Linked DNA regions of Mus musculus: region 1 is linked to region 2. The links are chromatin contacts, called in public HiChIP or PLAC-seq maps. All regions are on one chromosome and are shown on one strand. The core of a region is the stretch at or near the end of the contact, and the rest is flanking DNA. Distances in the headings are between cores, read along the strand shown.

Evidence for each region. HiChIP or PLAC-seq counts read pairs in DNA pulled down with a chosen protein or histone mark.
Region 1: a contact with region 2 is called in an H3K4me3 HiChIP or PLAC-seq map of embryonic stem cells, with 51 read pairs. The contact joins the promoter of Ror2 here to the enhancer-like site in region 2. A contact is called at or near these places in 4 of 39 promoter capture datasets (cranial neural crest, embryonic stem cells and stem cell-derived epiblast-like cells), 1 of 15 datasets of contacts at CTCF or cohesin (the NIH/3T3 cell line), 27 of 484 Hi-C or Micro-C datasets (adipose-derived mesenchymal stem cells, cranial neural crest, embryonic fibroblasts and 6 more), 20 of 115 datasets of contacts at active chromatin or transcription factors (the NIH/3T3 cell line, cardiomyocytes, craniofacial prominence and 9 more) and 4 of 9 other capture datasets (adipose tissue, embryonic stem cells, liver and 1 more).

The regions. Positions count from the first base shown.
Region 1 is chr13:53,284,834-53,288,599 of GRCm38.p6, forward strand. It overlaps Ror2 (receptor tyrosine kinase-like orphan receptor 2), which reads right to left and starts at 1,291. Exons shown (of 9, transcript NM_013846.4): 1 at 948-1,291. The coding sequence starts at 1,044. It overlaps Gm33574 (a long non-coding RNA gene), which reads left to right and starts at 1,348. Exons shown (of 3, transcript XR_382385.4): 1 at 1,348-1,665; 2 at 3,624-3,766.
Region 2 is chr13:53,231,955-53,235,487 of GRCm38.p6, forward strand. The region is part of intron 1 of Ror2 (receptor tyrosine kinase-like orphan receptor 2); the gene reads right to left. Among named protein-coding and RNA genes, the nearest start is that of Ror2, 52 kb to the right of the region's middle. Within about 2 kb of position 1,602, at least 57 of the 459 cell types and tissues checked have an H3K27ac peak or open chromatin away from gene starts, as enhancers often do. A contact at or near this core is called in embryonic fibroblasts, embryonic stem cells, epiblast stem cells and 4 more, where this site is marked.

The sequences.
Region 1 (3,766 bases), core at 41-2,540, 53 kb after region 2:
GCCTGACTCTGCCCCTTAACTCTCACCTGCTTGCGGGAACACTGGGGGGCTGGGGAACACTGAAGTCACTGTCCCAGTAGGGCGCGTCTCACGCAGCTCAGAAACTTAGGGCAAACCTCAAGAGTCCCTGACCCTCCTGGGCCCGGAGGCCGTGCCTACCTTCAGCCGAGCCAACAGGCCGCGGGGATTCGGGCCACAGACCTGACGGCCAGTAGGTGCTCTAGGGTTTGCACTGGGAGGATCATCGCCTCTTCCTCCTCCGGCCACCACAGTCATTTCTACCCAGGTATCCTCCAAAAACACGTCTGTGCTCCTTGACAGGGTCTCCTGAGCCCTGATCAAGCCCACACAGAATCCTCCAGAGGTGGAAGAAACGCTCGAGAAAACACTACGAGGACAGGGGGAAGGGCACTTCCCCTTCAGCCTCGCAAATCAAATCCCGGGGCCAAGCCCCCAGCTAAGCAGGACCCACCAAACACCACTTTGGCCACCAATTTCAACAAAAGGGAAGCCAAGACCTTCGATCGTGCGTTCCCCACTGCCCCGGGGAAAAAAAAGACTAACTCAGGACCGCATCTGCCCCGGAGGCAGACAAGGTTCAAGGGATGCATGTGGACTGGAACGGCGGTGACCTGGGAAGAAACGATGGAGTCCAGGTCTTGGGTCACACAGAGCACGTCTACCGGTGCACATCTCGACTGTGATGTACTTAAGAAAAGCTCCCGGCCGCTGCCCACCCCGGCCTCTGGAAACACTTAGTGGTCCCTAGAGCGCAGCTCATTGGAACCAGCCCCAGGCGACTGAGGGCACGGGCCCAAGCTGGCGCCGAGCGCGCGAAGCATGGCCTTGCCTGGCGCCCCTCGATCGAGAGCACCGGCGCCCGCGCGGCGGCCGAGAGAGTGGTGGAAGAGCGGGCAATGCTCGGAGGGCGCACGCAGGGTCCTTACCTGCCGTCCAGGGTGTCCAGAGCAGGAGCGCCGCAGCCGTCCAGACGGCCCGGGCGCACAGAGGCACACGGCTCGGCCGCACCCAGCCCCGAGCCATGCTGCGGGCCGTGGGTGCCCGGTCGCCTACCGCGCGCTCGGCCTTTGGGCTTCGGGCCGGGGCGCCTCAACCCCTCCCCGCCACGCGTCCGCTTCTTCCTTCCTCGCGCTTCGCAGGCTGGTCCCCTTCGAGGGCCACTCTGGTGTCCCTTTTTCCCTGCCCCGATGCACCGATTCACTGCAGAGACTCTGGGGCTCGGGCACGGGCGTCCCGCCGGCCGCCGGGAAGAGCACAGGGGGGGCGGAACGCGGGCGGGCGCGCAGGAGGCAGGGTCCCCAGCTCGCCCGCCCCGATGGGCAGAGAGGCCGGCGCCGGCGCCCTCTGCCGGAGTGACTCAAGGGCAGCGACCCGAGTGAGCGGGAAGGAGCCGGGTCCGCCCCTGCGTCCAGGGAGCCGCCTGCAGCACCCGCCCTCCCGCCAGCGCCTCCGGGACTTCTAGGCACAAAGGTGGAGCCTCCGGTTCATCTGCTCTTGCAGCAGTGTTGCCACCCACCATCAGAAGCCTGGAAACTTGGGGACCTGGACCACACAAATCATTAACTAGGCGTCCCTTGATGAAGCCCCACGAGGGGAATTCAGTTGTCAGTTCTTCGAAATCCTGGGCCCAAAGTGAGAGATGAGGTATGGTCTTCGAACACAGATTTTCCAGAATATAGCCGGCTGCGTCCCCATGGGCGTCCTGCCAAGCCCCTTGGGAGGATCAGGACCCTCCGGGAATCTAGCAAAAAGTCAGCACACGCCCCATTAATGAGGGTAGTAGGATGGGAGCCAACCAAGGCTATGACAACAGCCAGCACACATCAGGGAAGTGAAGGGTCCTGGGGCAGAGCTTGAGCGAGGGGTCCTGGAGTATCCCAAGAACACACTGGAGACCAGGGCGTCGACAATGTATGTGTTAACGTGTATTTTCCTAATGAATGTTATGTGCCTTTGCACGGTAGTATCTTTCCTTTGTTCACCAACAGCCTAAACTTCTTCTGGGAAATATCACTTCAAATATTTGAAAGGAGGAGGCTGGGAGTTTAATTCAAGGTCTTCTACATATTAGGCAAACAGTTTGATCTACATCCCCAGCCTTTGTTGTTGCTGCTTTGAGATGTGCTCATTTTTATTTTACATGCATGTGTGAGTACCTGCGTGCATGGCTGTGACCTAGATGTGTGCAGTGACAGAGGAGGTCAGAAGAGGGCTTTACATCCCCTTAAGCTAAGGTTGCAGATGATTGTGAGCTTCGTTGGGAGTGCTGGGGACTGAACCAGGGTCCTCTGCAAGAGCAGTCGGTGCTCTTAACTGCTGAGCCAGCTGTCTCTCCAGCCCCGGCAGCATCACTCCTCTTTGACAGGGTGTTGCCAAGGACCAAGGTTGGTCTTATTTGGTTCAGTTGTTTTCATTGTTGTTGATGTTGTTTTTAAACAGAGGTACATGAATCCTAGACTAACTTCAAAGTTGTTATGTAGCCAAAGATAACCTCGAGTGTACCCTGCCTTTGCCTCCTGAGCGCTTGGATTGCAGGCATGTGCAGATGGTGCTGGAGACTGAGCCCAGAACCTCTCGAATGTTAGGCAAGCACTCACCCACGAAGGCATAGCTCCAGCCCCACATTTGGTTTTAATTGGGTTGCCTGTAGTCTTGGTTTTTTTATGACTTTAAGAGTTATTTGTAGCTAGTCACGGTGGCATGTGTCTTTGATGAACTTGGGAGGCAGAGGCAGGCAGAGCTCTGTGAGTCTGAGACCAGCCTGGGCTGCAGAATCAGCTCCAGGATATCCAGACCTACATAATGAGACAGACTCCAAAAAAAAAAGACAAAAATTTAAAAAGGGGGGGAGGGGAGAAAAAAAGAGAGAAAAAAAGAATTCTTAGTAACTTTTTAATACCAGGTAAAGATGGCACTGTTTTTGTCATTGTCAATCCACAACCCCACAGGGCTTCAGGTAGAGTAGCAGGACTCCCACCACAGACACATGCCCCAGTAGTCATGTTATCTGTTGCTATAGTTTGGAAACCTTCCCCTGTGCTGCAGGAGTGCACCCATATGAAGCCCAGACAGGTTACTGCCAAAGACCAAATTCACAAATAATTCCACCCAAGCCACTTATTGAGGGTTTCATTGCCATGAAACCAAGACCAGGGCAACTTTTATAAAGGAAACATTTAGTTCACGCTGACTTACAGGTTCAAGGGTTTCATCCATTATCGTAAACACCACAGCCTGCAGGCGGGCATGGTGCTGGAGCTGAGGATTCTACATCCGGATCCACAGGCAGCAGCAGGAGACTGTGTGCCACACCGGGCGAAGCTTGAGCATAGGAGACCTTAAAGCCTGCTCCCACAGTGACACGCTTCCCTCCACAAGGCCACACCTCCTACTAATACCACTCACTGTGGGCCATGCAATCAAACACATGAGTTTGTGGGGGCCATTCCTATTCAAACCACCACACCTAGCGTACTGAACCAATGTTATTTACAGAGTTGGGGTGTGTGTGAGGATGGGTGTGTGTGTGTGTGATACAATGGCAGCTGTATCTCTGAAAGTTCAACCAAAAGTGGAACTCTGGAATTCTTTATACTCTGCAGGCAGTTCCTCCGAAGAGCCTCCTCCTCCTTCACCACCACCAACGAACGATTAACTGTCTCACCTTTTGGAGGAGCCTAGTCATGATTGTAGATTTCAGGAGCTTCCTGAGGCTCATGAGGCTTAGGAGTCTCTCTCTTCCCTC
Region 2 (3,533 bases), core at 352-2,851:
CGAATTCTGTGAGAGACCCTGTTTAAATGATGATGGTGGTGATGGTTATGGAGATGGTGATGATGATGTGGAGAGAGATTGTGGAGGACGCCGGGCTTTTTACCTCTGGTCTCCAGCACACAGATGTACACACACACACACAAAGTGCATTTTTCTTTAGCAGGCAAATTAAAGAGGAAGCAGCCCTCAAGGCCATGGGAACTGATTGGCATAGGAAAGGGGCCTGGATAGTGGCACTGACAACAAACAGGAGCTTGGGCTGAACACTTCCAGGAGAGGTGAGTTGCCCACAAGCCACTCCACCACACAGGGAGCCCCTCCCAGATGGAGAGGTGACAGCATCCTTTTAGCGTGTGTTGGAAAGGGGAGGGAACACACCTTTTAAGATTTTTTCCTTTGTCTTTTTTTCTAAGTTATATTGATCTTTTTAATACAGACCACACACACAGACTGACTGACTGACAGACAGACAGACAGACAAACTGACTGACTGACTGACTGACTCAGAAGCCACAGAAGAATAGAAAGTGAAGTTACTTCCCACCCTTACCCATGTCCCATCACACCCTGCCTCGCCAGCAGGGGTAATGACATCAGCTTCTTTAATCCACACGCCCCAGTACTTCCAGCCTATACACACACTTGTGCCAGAGGTCAAGGTGGGCGGGCACAGCGCTATCCAGAACCTCTCTGTTCATCCCTCAAAGACAGAGCAGGCCCCATGGCACCCGCTGCAAAGCAAACCCCAGGTGATTCATCCGGTCTTACAGGATCCCGCCCCAGAGTAAAGTCTACCCTTCATAGGTCCTGCCTCTAAAAGCCAAAACTCCATTGCTTTGTTTTGTTTTCTTGGGTCCCCACCACCACCACCACCAAATAGATTCTTTTGCTGCCTAGTTCTCTAGCTGGCTCGCAGATGCTGTGACCTGCCAGATTCCTTCAGGAAGGACGGGGGAGGATACTGTCCTGTTTACCCAACTGCTCCCCTCCCAGGGTTACAAATAACTCATTCATTCTTGATCACCGTTTTTAAAAGAAAAAGAAAAGGCTCTAGAAGTAGAGACAGAGAGTCAGTGTTTCGAAGCCTCAATTCTCCACACCTGCCCTTTTTTTTTTCATTTGTGTGTGTGTGTGTGTGTGTGTGTGTGTGTGTGTGCACTCACGCAAGTGCACATGAAGATCAAAGAGGAAAGCTTTGGATAGGGGGCAGTAGGGGTAGAACTACAGGTAGGTGCTGGGATCCAATCCCTAGTCCTTTGAAATATCAGTAAGTGTTCTTAACCACTGAGCCTGACAGCCATTTTTTTTTCTGAGACAGTTTGGGGGGTTCTTTGAGGTGCTGGGCTTGGAGCCCAGGCCTCCCACATACTAACTAGGTAAGTGTACCACTGAGCAGCACCCCAGCCTCAAAGACAGCTTTTAATACTGTCTGAATTTTAATACTGCTGAAGGGCCTCCCTAAATCCCACCCCTCCATCCGACGGACCGTCAGCATCTGACAGATCTAAGAACTGGTTCCTCTCCCGGTTTTTTTGGCTGGAGCCTGAGCTGCTGAGCTCTGGCACTGCTGGTCCCAGCCAAGACCACGCCCACTGTGAAGTGTAATGGCTCCTCCACTTCCAGTCTGGCAAAACGTGGGCTACCCTCTTCCCCCTAAGTGAATGTCAGTGACTTAATCAGCTGGAAATTTGCATGCACTGAGTTAAGTCTGGAAAGACTTCGGACCTTTCTAAATCACATTTTCTAAACTGAGTGAGCTACAGCTTCCCGTGCTGAGAGGTGACCAATGGATGGAGAGCCAGTTTTACTCCCTCGGCTGGGTAGTTTTCGTGTTGCCAGGGAAGGCCCACTAAACCTTCTGCCAGGGCACGCTAACAAGCCTTGGAGCCTACGAAGCAGACCAGGTCATTCCCAGCAGCTCTGCTCTCTCACCTTCTGCTCAAAATTCCCAAGAGTGAGCTCCTCAGCTTCCTTCGCCCCATTTGTCAATGGGCCCCTGAGGAGGCAGCCCTGCCCTGTGGCTGCGCCGGAACAAAGGGAAGAGGAGAACAAAGGGGTCAAAGGTTAACAAAGATGCCTCCGAAAGGCTGTAAGAGGAGGCTGGTGACAGGGACGAGGCCCATCACCCTGACAAGGCCCAGCACCCAGCCTTGGACAAAGCCTCCTTCTCAATAGGTCTCCATCACTCCCAGGGGTAAGGTGGCAGTGATGGGGGTGGGAGGTGGGGTGGGCTCAAGAGCATCCCCCAACTGGGCAGCCTGTGTCTCCAGCCACCTGGGCCCAGGCCACTGCTCAGGGGTGTCACTCAGGACACAAAGGAGAGGGCCAAATGCCTGGGTAAGAGAGGACCTGAAGAGAGCAGAGCCCTCACCAAAATGTGTGATGGCAGAGGGGGGTGGGGGAAAGACAGCCATGATCACTGGAACAGGGGAGGATCCACTACTTCCGGGCGTGGGTCATGCCCATTCGCCTTACACAGCTGATTTTACCTACCTTCAACTCTGTTGCCATCTTTGTTTACAAGCGACTCTCTTCATCAGAGGCTCTGTTTGTACCATGACCTCACAGCAAGCTCTCTGCACTCACAGGAGCTCCTCTCCCCATACGTAAGAGACACCTGCAGCTTTGCTGCAGTCTCCACGCACCCTCTCAGCCTCCCTCCCCCATGCTGTGTGGAAGCCTCCCTCCTAACCGGTCTTTCTCTGCAAGAGGGATAGGAAGCCCCTCTGAGGTGCTTCTCTGGAAATGCACACCTAACTCCATCCCGGGAATAAACTTCTCTCCTTTAAAAAAAAAAAAAGAAAGAAAAAAGAAAAGAAAAGAAATTCGGTTTTCCATGGGGGTAGGAAGGGTGTAATTGCTGGGCTCTCAGTGTGTAGCCCAAAGCAGGGAGATTAAACAGATGAAAGGGAGAGATAACTTTACCTGCCGGGCATCTTTCTTCTCACCACAGGTCACGAACCCATTACTTAACATTTAAAAGGCCCAGGAGGAGCCCTGGGAATTCGTAAATAAGGAGGCCCACAGCTCCCGGGGAGGGGACTGCCTGCCTTCCTTTTATCCGGGATAGTCGGGAAATTCAAACCCTTTCACGATCCCCAGGAAGGCCGCTTTTAATGTCCGAGGCTCCTAAGGCAGATGCACAGAAGAATGGCCTCGAAGGACCCTTCCAGGGCGGGGCTTGGCTGTCATCCTGAGTGGGGGTGGGGATGAGACCGTAGAGCAGAGAGAGAAGCCTTTAGCAGCCCCTTTTCTAAGTTTAGGGAAACCTTTTGTTGGGATTATTTTAATTTAGTATGTAATATTTCCAGAGTGAATGAACCCAAGACCTGGTGAAGGCCTTCTCCTCCTCTCTTTGAAGGTGCCCTGATTCTAAATTTATATTGTCAGCAACCCTTGGCCATTATTCCTGAAAGCCACACGCCCCACCCGGCTTTGCCTGTATGTAGTAAGTGAGATATGTGCTTTGTCCGAGCTGAAAGCAAAGCTGCACTCGATACGAAAACCAATTGTTTTCCATCCTTCTGTCAGGG